Regions from separate parts of the Zea mays genome. Here region 1 is linked to region 2. Evidence: chromatin contacts called from public Hi-C data. All regions are on one chromosome and are shown on one strand. The core of a region is the stretch at or near the end of the contact, and the rest is flanking DNA. Distances in the headings are between cores, read along the strand shown. Region 1 holds the start of LOC103629798 (F-box/kelch-repeat protein At1g80440-like). Region 2 holds the start of LOC100272577 (IAA23-auxin-responsive Aux/IAA family member).

The links. Hi-C and Micro-C count contacts between places; a contact is called where the count stands out from the background.
Region 1: a contact with region 2 is called in a Hi-C map of bundle sheath, with 2.7 times the contacts expected there. The contact joins the promoter of LOC103629798 here to the promoter of LOC100272577 in region 2. A contact is called at or near these places in 7 of 25 Hi-C or Micro-C datasets (bundle sheath, ear, endosperm and 2 more).

The regions. Positions count from the first base shown.
Region 1 is chr6:113,602,526-113,607,089 of Zm-B73-REFERENCE-NAM-5.0, reverse strand. LOC103629798 (F-box/kelch-repeat protein At1g80440-like) reads left to right here and starts at 2,687. Exons shown (of 1, transcript NM_001319717.2): 1 at 2,687-4,158. The coding sequence starts at 2,790. The coding sequence ends at 3,941.
Region 2 is chr6:113,376,366-113,381,397 of Zm-B73-REFERENCE-NAM-5.0, reverse strand. LOC100272577 (IAA23-auxin-responsive Aux/IAA family member) reads left to right here and starts at 2,956. Exons shown (of 4, transcript NM_001147042.1): 1 at 2,956-3,360; 2 at 3,477-3,770; 3 at 3,910-3,971; 4 at 4,086-4,631. The coding sequence starts at 3,146. The coding sequence ends at 4,111.

The DNA of each region.
Region 1 (4,564 bases), core at 1,438-3,937, 230 kb before region 2:
CGGGCTCAGGGCACTTCCCTGCCAGCCACGTTAGCTCATAGCTACACCCCCATTGTACAGCTGGGCATCTCCTTGTATCTATAAAAGGGGATGTCCAGGGCCTTCTAGGGGAAAGGGAGGAGGGGAGAGAGACGCACGTACGAACACACGGACGCACGACGCAGACGAGCGGAGGCAGGCAGAGTAGGAGAGACGCGGTAGAGGCAGCCTCAGACAGCTCGCCTCAAGGCTGAACCCTCTCTTTCTCTCTCTCCCTCGTTCTCGCTCTTCCGCAACGCTTGTAACCCCTACTACGAGCACCCCGGTGCAAGATAATATAAACCTCATTTTTCTCTTGTGTTCCATCTTGCATCAACCCATCTGGACAGGGGCACGCACTAAAATTCACTAGTCGGTCCGGTTGAGGGTCCCCCGAGTCCGAAACACCGACAGACAGTTAGAGCCCTCAAACGATAACTATTGTCGTTGCTCTATCCACTCCTACATGGAACTAAGAGAATGTTTAGTTCCTCTAGTCTCCCTTCTAAACTTTATAGACTAAAATTTAGTCCCTAGAATTTCTATTGAAAGACATTTTTAGTCATTCTATCGTCTTGTTCTTTACGTCACAAAGGCTATCACAGCTTCACCCCGTGCTTGACACACTGGGCCCGCCCCACGCCTCGACGTCATACTCTGTTGGCCCCATGCTTAGCACGCTCTCAGTTACTGAGCTGTGGACCCGAGCACCCGCGTAGCCACCACCAGACCACATGTATCTTAGTGTTTAGAAATAAACAATAATTATATAAAAAATAGTACAAAGTATGCATTTGAACACACACCCTACTATAGAAATTTGGAGCTAACCATCAAACTACACGTAAATTAATGTTTAAAAATAAACAATAATTATATTTAAATAAATATTTCAATACCTATTTATATGATATATTTAGGGTTCGTAGCAAAAGCATGGGCAACTGGTTAGTATAACCATTATGGGTATATAGGTTTGTGGGCATGGTACCATTTTTTCATGCCTACGAGATAAACAGTGTCGGATTGAAAAATCAAACAAGCACATGTGCCTGCCGGTACAAATTTACACTCAAATCTACTCTATAAAGTTTTTATGTATGAACACTATAAAGTTTTTATGTATGAACACGTAGGTAAAATATGCTCATTGCCTATCCGCAGTTCCGCACTCGCATCGGAAGCAGAACCGCGGCCAGCGCCCAGCCGCCCACGGCACGGCTAGACCGCTACCACTGCTTCCGTTGCCGTTGCCGCTGCCGCTGCCGCTGAATCCCAATATCCCATAGCGCGGGCCGCCCACTTGGTCGACCGACGACCGCCAAGACGCCACCCTCGACAGCGACGGCGTAGATTTTCCATTCCCCCCCTGCGCCGCGGTTGCGCTCAGAAACAGGGAGCTGGAGGAGGATCGGACGGCAGGGCTTGATGTGGACGGAAACCGCAAATGCGTGACGCGACGCGAGACGGCGGGGCCCGGCCGGGGCGCAGAGCAAAGAGATGATAGGACTGCGGCGTATGTTCGTTTGCCTGCGGAGCGAGCATGACGACTGGCGGCGGGGCGGGCTCGCGATGGCGATCCTATCCACGCCACGCCACGCCGCGGGCATCCATTCCACCGCGATAATAATTCTGGGTTGTGCTGGCACGGACCGGACCCGGCTGTCTTAAAGAAATTTTTTGTGCCTATCCGTTCATTTCCATCTACTCGCTCTTATTCATTTTTTTCTGAAAAAATAAAAATCCAAAGCCTATATTATATAGTATATTATATGCTAAATAATATTACAGTAAAATATAATTTGAACTTTTTTGAATAAGACGAGCTAGACAAATATAGAGTAAAAAGTCAAATAAATTATAAATTGAAACGGGCACGCACCACCGGGCGCGTGGCACAGACAAGAGCTACTGCACCAGTAACCCGATGGCGCTGCAACACCTGTCCTCTGCGGCCTGCGGGCTTAACTCCCTGGCACCGGGGTTAACACGTGCATGGCGGCGTGGAGGCCAGGCCATGCTTTCGGTTCGGGTTCGGGCTCTCCGTTCCTAGGCAGCCGAGATTAGAAGAGCTCCGATTCCTGGCGCGAAACCGCTACAAGGTCCGCTGCGTCGTGATTGCCAAGGGACGGGGAGATTCGATGCGCTGGCGGCGGCGGCCGGTTACGGCGGAGAGTGCGAGTGTGAGCTAATGTTAACGTGACCAAGTTCCACGGAAGTTTCTAAGGTTTGACAGATGAAGTGCTGTCAGGATCCAAGAACAAATAACTTGATGGGCGGTTTAACAAGGTAACACCTAATCTACCACACCCATGAGTAATTCACCCCTGTCACGTCAATGTCGTACCACATGTCTGATGTGGCATCCTTACCTCTACCAAAATGGTTCAAACCCCACCTGTACCATGGCAGTAACACAAGGAAAGGAGCAGTGCATCAAGACAACAAGTGATGACGTCCACTCCATATCATAATCATCACAGTACCGCCATGAACTCCACAGGATGCCACCCCTCAGCCGAACCATAAAAAATAAAAAAGCTCTGGAAGCGACTGGATCCACACAATGACACACAACCATATAGAAATATCACAGCCTTCCCCCGCTATCACACTCACACCCTGCTCTGTTTCCATATAAGTAGCCCACTCTGCTCCCGCCTCACACAAGCACATCGACAACACACGGTCCAAGCACATCGACACACACGAGCACAGAAGAGAAACGGGCACACGCAACTGATCAAGGCAACCAATATTCACCGTCGGCAATGGGCGACCTGATCCCTGGGCTGCCGGATGAAGTGGCCAGGGAGTGCCTCGTCCGGGTGGGCTTCGACCAGCTGCCGGTGGTGCGCCGCATCTCGCGCCAGTGGAAGTCGGAGGTGGAGTCGCCGGACTACCACCGCCAGCGCCGGGCGGAGGGGCTGGCGCGCCCGGTGCTCGCGCTGGTCCAGGCGCAGCCGACAGCGCCGCCGGATGACGACGACGACGCCGGCCCCGCGCACAAGCGCTCGACGGCGGCCAACTCGTACCGGCTGGTGCTGCTGGAACCGGCCGAGGGACGGTGGACGCCGCTGCCGCCCCCGCCTGGGCCAAGCCAGAGCCTGCCTCTGTTCTGCCAGGTGGCCGCCGCCGTGGACGGCGGCGGGCAGGGGAGGAAGAGGCTGCTGGTGGTGGTCGGCGGCTGGGACCCGGAGACGTGGGCGCCGACGGACGCGGTGCTCGTCTACGACTTCCTGTCGGGCGCGTGGCGGCGCGGCGCGCCCATGCCCGGCCCGCGCAGGTCCTTCTTCGCCTGCGCGGCCGTGGGCGGCGCCGTGTACGTGGCCGGCGGCCACGACGCCGAGAAGAACGCGCTGCGCTCGGCGCTGGCCTACGACCCGGGCGCCGACGCGTGGGCGGGGCTCCCGGACATGGCGGAGGAGCGCGACGAGCCGCGCGGGCTCTGCGTCGCCGGACGCTTCGTCGTCGTCGGCGGGTACCCGACGCGGGCGCAGGGCCGCTTCGTCGCCTCCGCGGAGTCCTTCGACCCGGCGGCGGCGGCGTCGCCCGCCTGGGGCTGGGCGCCCGTCCACGACCGCCTGCTGCCCGAGGACGGCGCGTGCCCGAGGACCTGCTGCGCCGCGCCGCGGTCCGTCGGCCGCATGTACATGCTCCGCGACGGGCACCTCGTGGCGCGCGACGGCGCCGCGGCGTGGCGCCCCGTGGCGCGGGTGCCAGACGACGCGCTCACCGCGCCGGCCGTCTCCGCCTTCCCTGACGGCCGCGTCGTGGTCGTTGGGTCCGGGTGCCACGGCGGGGACCAGACCGTGTACGTGCTCCGCGAGGAGGGCGGGAGACCTGCGTCCTGGTCGCGCGCGCCGCCGCCGCCGCCGGAGTTCGCCGGGCACGTGCAGGCCTCCTGCTTCCTTGAACTCTGAACTCTGAAGTGGAGGGTGTGTACCTACACGTACGTGGTGGCTGTGCATACATGACGGAACTACGCTACCGTACTTGTTGTGCCACTGCTGCAGTGCTGCTAGTCTGCTACTCATCACGGTTGTATATACTTAGCAAATAAATCATCACGGTTGTATGTACTTAGCAAATAAAGCAGCGGAACGGGAATGATGTTTATTAAAGAACATTTCCAGGCTAGTGTAATTAATTAGCGATGTCTTCGTTGGATTGGATCACAATTTGTTTGATCCGATCTGCATGTAGGGGACTAGGGACAGGAAACTGCTGCTACCGGCGCGCTTGCAAATGGCTGCTGAAAATGCTGTGCACTAACAGCGGACCCCGGCCCCAGTTTAGCTCAGTGGTTTCAGTTTCTAGAACCTTTTGATGGAACTGTTTTGGCGGGACATGAAAGGAGAGTTTCTGTTTTTGGGACCTCATCTTTTGTCCCAATCCTTATCTAGTTATCTTCCCAGGCCCTGTCGTTTTCGAGCTGAATTTACATTGTCGTTTCCACATATGTCACGTTTAAGGGATGACAACTTGAAATTTCCATCGGGTTTTAGCTCTCTATCTTTAATTCTTTATCTATCTCCGCAACGAA
Region 2 (5,032 bases), core at 1,707-4,206:
TCATATATACAGTTATAACGGCAGCAGCAGGTTAGTTTTGCGTTGCATTTGATTGAGTACACTGGTGGTTGAGATCGATAGGAGCCTCTTGTTCATTCAACACATATATAGTACTGCTCATATCATATAACAGATCGAATAAATCCTTGCGCTCAGATTCGCTTGTCATACTATATTATATATATGTTCGATCGACGACGGCGTTGCATCATTTTTTTTTTGTAAACGAGGGAGTTAATTAATTAACTATTTACTCAGTCTACAGACCGGGAAGAAGTATTATTAGTACCGGCCGTGAACCAGGTGCATGCAGTACCGAGTTTTCAACCGGTATCATTCAACCGATCGAGACTCAATGGGCTCACAGAGAATAAGGGCGTGTTTGGCAATGGCCGTACTCCATTTTAGAGCAGCTCTATACTCCAAAACTCTGATTGAAACAGCTTTGCTCTATGTTGTAGTTGTGTTTTTAGAGTTTATTGAACAGCAAAAGAGGTACTCTAAAAATTTTGTACCGTGGCTCTGAAGAGTCCATGTGGTTTATACCTCTGGAGTCAGGTTGTTTGACAAACTCTAGTCAGCTCCTTCTTAAAGTTTTGCTCTAGAGTTATGCTAAACACGCCCTAAATTAATGTCGTTTTTCCATGAACGGAATCAAAAACACGCATAAAATGGTATGAAGTTTTAATATTAAAAAAACTAGGGTGGTGCATACATTGTTCGTTTTGCAAGGCCAGGCTTATTTATGGTTTTGGGGTTATTATTATATTGCGTGGGTATTACTTACTTTCCTTCACTGCTTTTTTTTTCTTTTCTGCTAGCTGTTTGCTGCTTTTAATTTGCTCTAGGCCGCTTGTAAATCTAGCTAGCTACCTTGTGGCTTGCGACCTGCTTTATTACGGGAGCACCCTGGTACGTAGCCGCGCGCTGTCACGAGAGCGCGCGCATTCTCGTAACGACGTCTTGTAACTCTCATTTATTTCCTCTTTGATAAAAAAAAAGCTTTGCCAAGACAAGGCTTGTCCACACGGAGGGAAAAAAAAAGCTGCTGGCCGCCACCGTCAACGTCCTCCCGAATTTCACCCGGCCGAGATGCGTGCATATCCACAAAGTACATCCGCTTAATCTATTCCGTAATGGCCTCCATTCGCTACGCTTTCGGCCAAAACCCCTGCGCTTTCGCCTAGTTTAAGTTCCGGTCAAATCGTGCGTGATCCGCCCCCATTCACTTTTCTTATGGTTCCGCGCGATTCGTTCGTATCGTGGGGGGACGGAACATTTCCTGGTGCCCGGCCACTACCTAGTGCTCCCACTACGTACGTAACTGTTGACGCTTTTTCGGAGCGCCAAATATTCAAAAAGAACCGACGGTGGTGCTTTCTGGTCAGGCGTAGACGGTCCGCGACCTGTCGCAGGACTCGGGTCCTCTGCCTGACAACTGGACGGTCCGCGCGTGCGCAGGGGCGGCGGAAGTCGTCGGCGACGGCCTGGATCTCGCTCCCAGGAGGGACCCCGTCGGGGAGGAGAGATCCTAGGGGTTGTCTAGGTTCGGACCGGCCGACCTAGACTCCTCTAATCGGCGTAGAGTCGAAGAGAGGCGAAGAATTTGGAGATCGAGAGGCTAAACCTAAACTAGACTAGAACTACTCTTAGGATAAAATGTGAAATAGAAGTTGTATTTATTCGATTGATGATTCCAAATCGACCGTAGACCTCTCTTTTTATAGAGGAGGGGGGCTGAATCCTTTGCACGACTGGATTCCGAGCAAATTCCGTAAATCTAGCCAACAAATTTAGCACAAAACTCGGAACCCTAAACTGCTCTGCGCAGGCGCGGACTGTCCGGACCGCAGCTCAAAAAGGTGCTAAACAGTACCTTTACCGAAATGGCCCCTTGTGTCCAGGTTTGCCAATGCTGGTCAATCAAAAGCTGGAAAATCAGCAGCATCACGGATATCTCTCTCTTCAGACGTGACTTTGTGCCGCGGCTCTGCAGGGCTCATTCACACATGCATGCATTGCATATGGGGGGGGGGGGGGGGGGGGTGGTTGTTGGTGTTTGCGCGTAGTAGTAGTACTCTAGTACTAGTAGGTACTAGTAGTATTCTATTGCATGTGTGCATTGCATGAAATTGAAGTCAGCAAGCGGATGCTGCCGAGCACAAACGGAGGAAACCGCGCGCACACAACACAGTCAGCCACAAGGCAGCAGAACCGAAGCCGCGCCGTCGGCTGGGGGCTGACTGGTCGGCTCGGCTCCTGGGTGCGTCCCCTCCTGCGTCCTGCCGCACCAACGCCCGCCCACCCACCCACCCACCCACTCGACCGCCCGGCGGCCGACACCGAGACGAGACGCGCGCGGACGCCGCATCGGGTTCGCCTGTCGTCGAAAGGCGAGCAGGGGACAGCGCGCCGACATGCCAACTGCCTGCCCTGCTGCATCGGGTTCGCCTTCGCCCACTGCCACTGCCACTGCGACGCCTCCTGCGGCCCCGGATCCTGACGGGTGGGTCTCACGTGCCTCCGCCGCGCCACCTGTCGGCCGGATCGTCTTGTCCGTCGATTTTCAGACATTTTATGGAATCACTTTGCAGTTCATCGAACCAAACTTTTCCTACTAGTTAACACAAAACGAACTATTCTAATTTTTGCACTTCATTTCTGGATAGATATCAAGAGATATCTAATGATGTTGCACTGTCCTGACTGAGTAGATAATCTCTTGACTTGACGTATGTTAAAAAATATATATATTCTGCTATAGATGCTCTGAACAAATGGCCACCAGAAGAGCGGTGAAATTCCCGACCCCACAAGGTGCTGCTGCCGCCCAATGCACTTCTCCCACGCGCACGTACGCGGCACCACACCAGACGACGACGACGACCGCGCGCGCATCTTTATAGGCAAGCGGCCACCCCAAGCAGCCAAGCTCGTCTTCCATTCCAGTACACCGCACGCACGCACTCGCCTCCGACAGCGACCGCGCAACGTCCTTCTCCCGCGCCGCCCGGCCGGCCGGTCCCTGTTCCCTCTCCTCCCCTCGGAGCAGCAGGAGCAGGAGCAGCCGCGTTCGTCCTCTGCGCTGCGCGGCCCGCCGGCCTGACCAAGCAAAGCTTATCGGCCGGAGCCGGACGAACGAACGATGCAGCAGGACCTCAGAAACTCAGAGAGAAGAAACCCGGAACAGGCGCATCCAGTGATGTCGGCGAGCTCGACCAACTCCGCGGCTTCCCCGGCCGTGTCCGGCCTCGACTACGACGACACGGCGCTCACCCTCGCGCTCCCGGGCTCCTCCGCCGAGCCCGCCGCCGATCGCAAGCGCGCCCACGCCGACCACGACAAGCCGCCATCCCCAAAGTCTCCCTCTCCCTCTCCCTTCCCTTCTCTTTATTCCTCTCCGCGTGTGGACGACAACTGGACACACGACACGACGCCCACGGACCGCTTTTGCTGACCGACGTCACGTGCTGCAGGGCGCGGGCCGTGGGCTGGCCGCCGGTCCGCGCGTACCGGCGCAACGCGCTGCGCGACGAGGCCAGGCTCGTGAAGGTGGCCGTGGACGGCGCGCCGTACCTGCGGAAGGTGGACCTCGCGGCGCACGACGGGTACGCGGCCCTGCTCCGCGCGCTCCACGGCATGTTCGCCTCCTGCCTCGTTGCCGGAGCCGGAGCCGACGGGGCGGGGCGGATCGACACCGCCGCCGAGTACATGCCCACCTACGAGGACAAGGACGGCGACTGGATGCTCGTCGGAGACGTCCCCTTCAAGTAATTCACCGTACCCACCTACCTGACCTCGAGCTTGTTCCTGCTATAGTCTGCTCCCCATCCAGTCCAAATCGGTCCGTGGAATACCTGTTGCTCTGCCAAGTGTGCTGATCCCTCTCTCACACACACATGAACGCAGGATGTTCGTGGACTCGTGCAAGAGGATCCGCCTCATGAAGAGCTCCGAGGCCGTCAACCTATGTAAGACAAGACCCCAAATCCATGCATGTCCTAGCTACTACTACTACAAGACGCTACAAGATATCGTCGTATAAGTAAAGTACTAACATTTCTTCTTTGCGTTGCTTGATGCAGCTCCGAGGACATCATCCCGGCAGTGATTGTTGTTGGTGTGGACGCCATATGCCCTACGCGGCTTATCTCTCCGAATTAGTTCACAGAGTGTGTGCTGGAAGAGGCTTGGCTGCTCAGGTCCTCCATGCACACGTCATACACCGTACGTAGGGTGAGGGTTCAGTCTGTTGCTGTGTGTTCTGTACAGGCCACACCACACACGCCCCCATGGAAAACTTTTTCAGTTTCGAGTGCCCCTCCCTCTCGGCCGGACGGTTTGGTTTTTGGACGACGCCGGCGAGGAGGCGGCGCTAGCACACTAGTAGCTCCGTTTCCGTGTGTTCTTTCATACTTGGCTTTGGTTTCCGTTTCAGTCTTCGGCCCTCGGTCGTCTTGTCTCGACTCTCGAGGGATCCATGTATACACGAACATGGTACATGCTGTGTGCTGTTTCCATTGTATAAGGTCAAAGAATACAAGTACGATCTGTCTCTGTTCTTGTAGTTTCGGCGGCAGCCTGATCGTCTGGTCGTTTGGCTTTAATTTATACCGACTTCTATTGATTATAGAGTGTTTTGTCTCTATAGATTATAGCAGTCCGAACAGCTGGATTTAAGCTGAAACGAAGAGCCCTCCTGTCTATTTCCATTGTCTGGAAAATTCTGAGCTCCGACAGAATTTGGATTGCGATTGTTGTGGAAAATTAGGGGGGGAATGGTAGTGGCCTAGTGGGAACTGGGAAATTGTGTGCTTGGATTGCGGCAGTTCGGACAGTTGATCCACTGAAGAAAGTGGCGCGGAGACTGAAGCCGAATTGGAACGTTGAAAGGTCCAGCTCCAGCTGCCTAAATCTGCTGTTCACTTGCTCGTCCGGGAACTGGCCTTGCAGTTCACATAACTTGCACTCGATTTAGCCCTAAGATATATCGTCTTCAATGTTTTGTCTTATGGGTCCTTTTGGATCTATT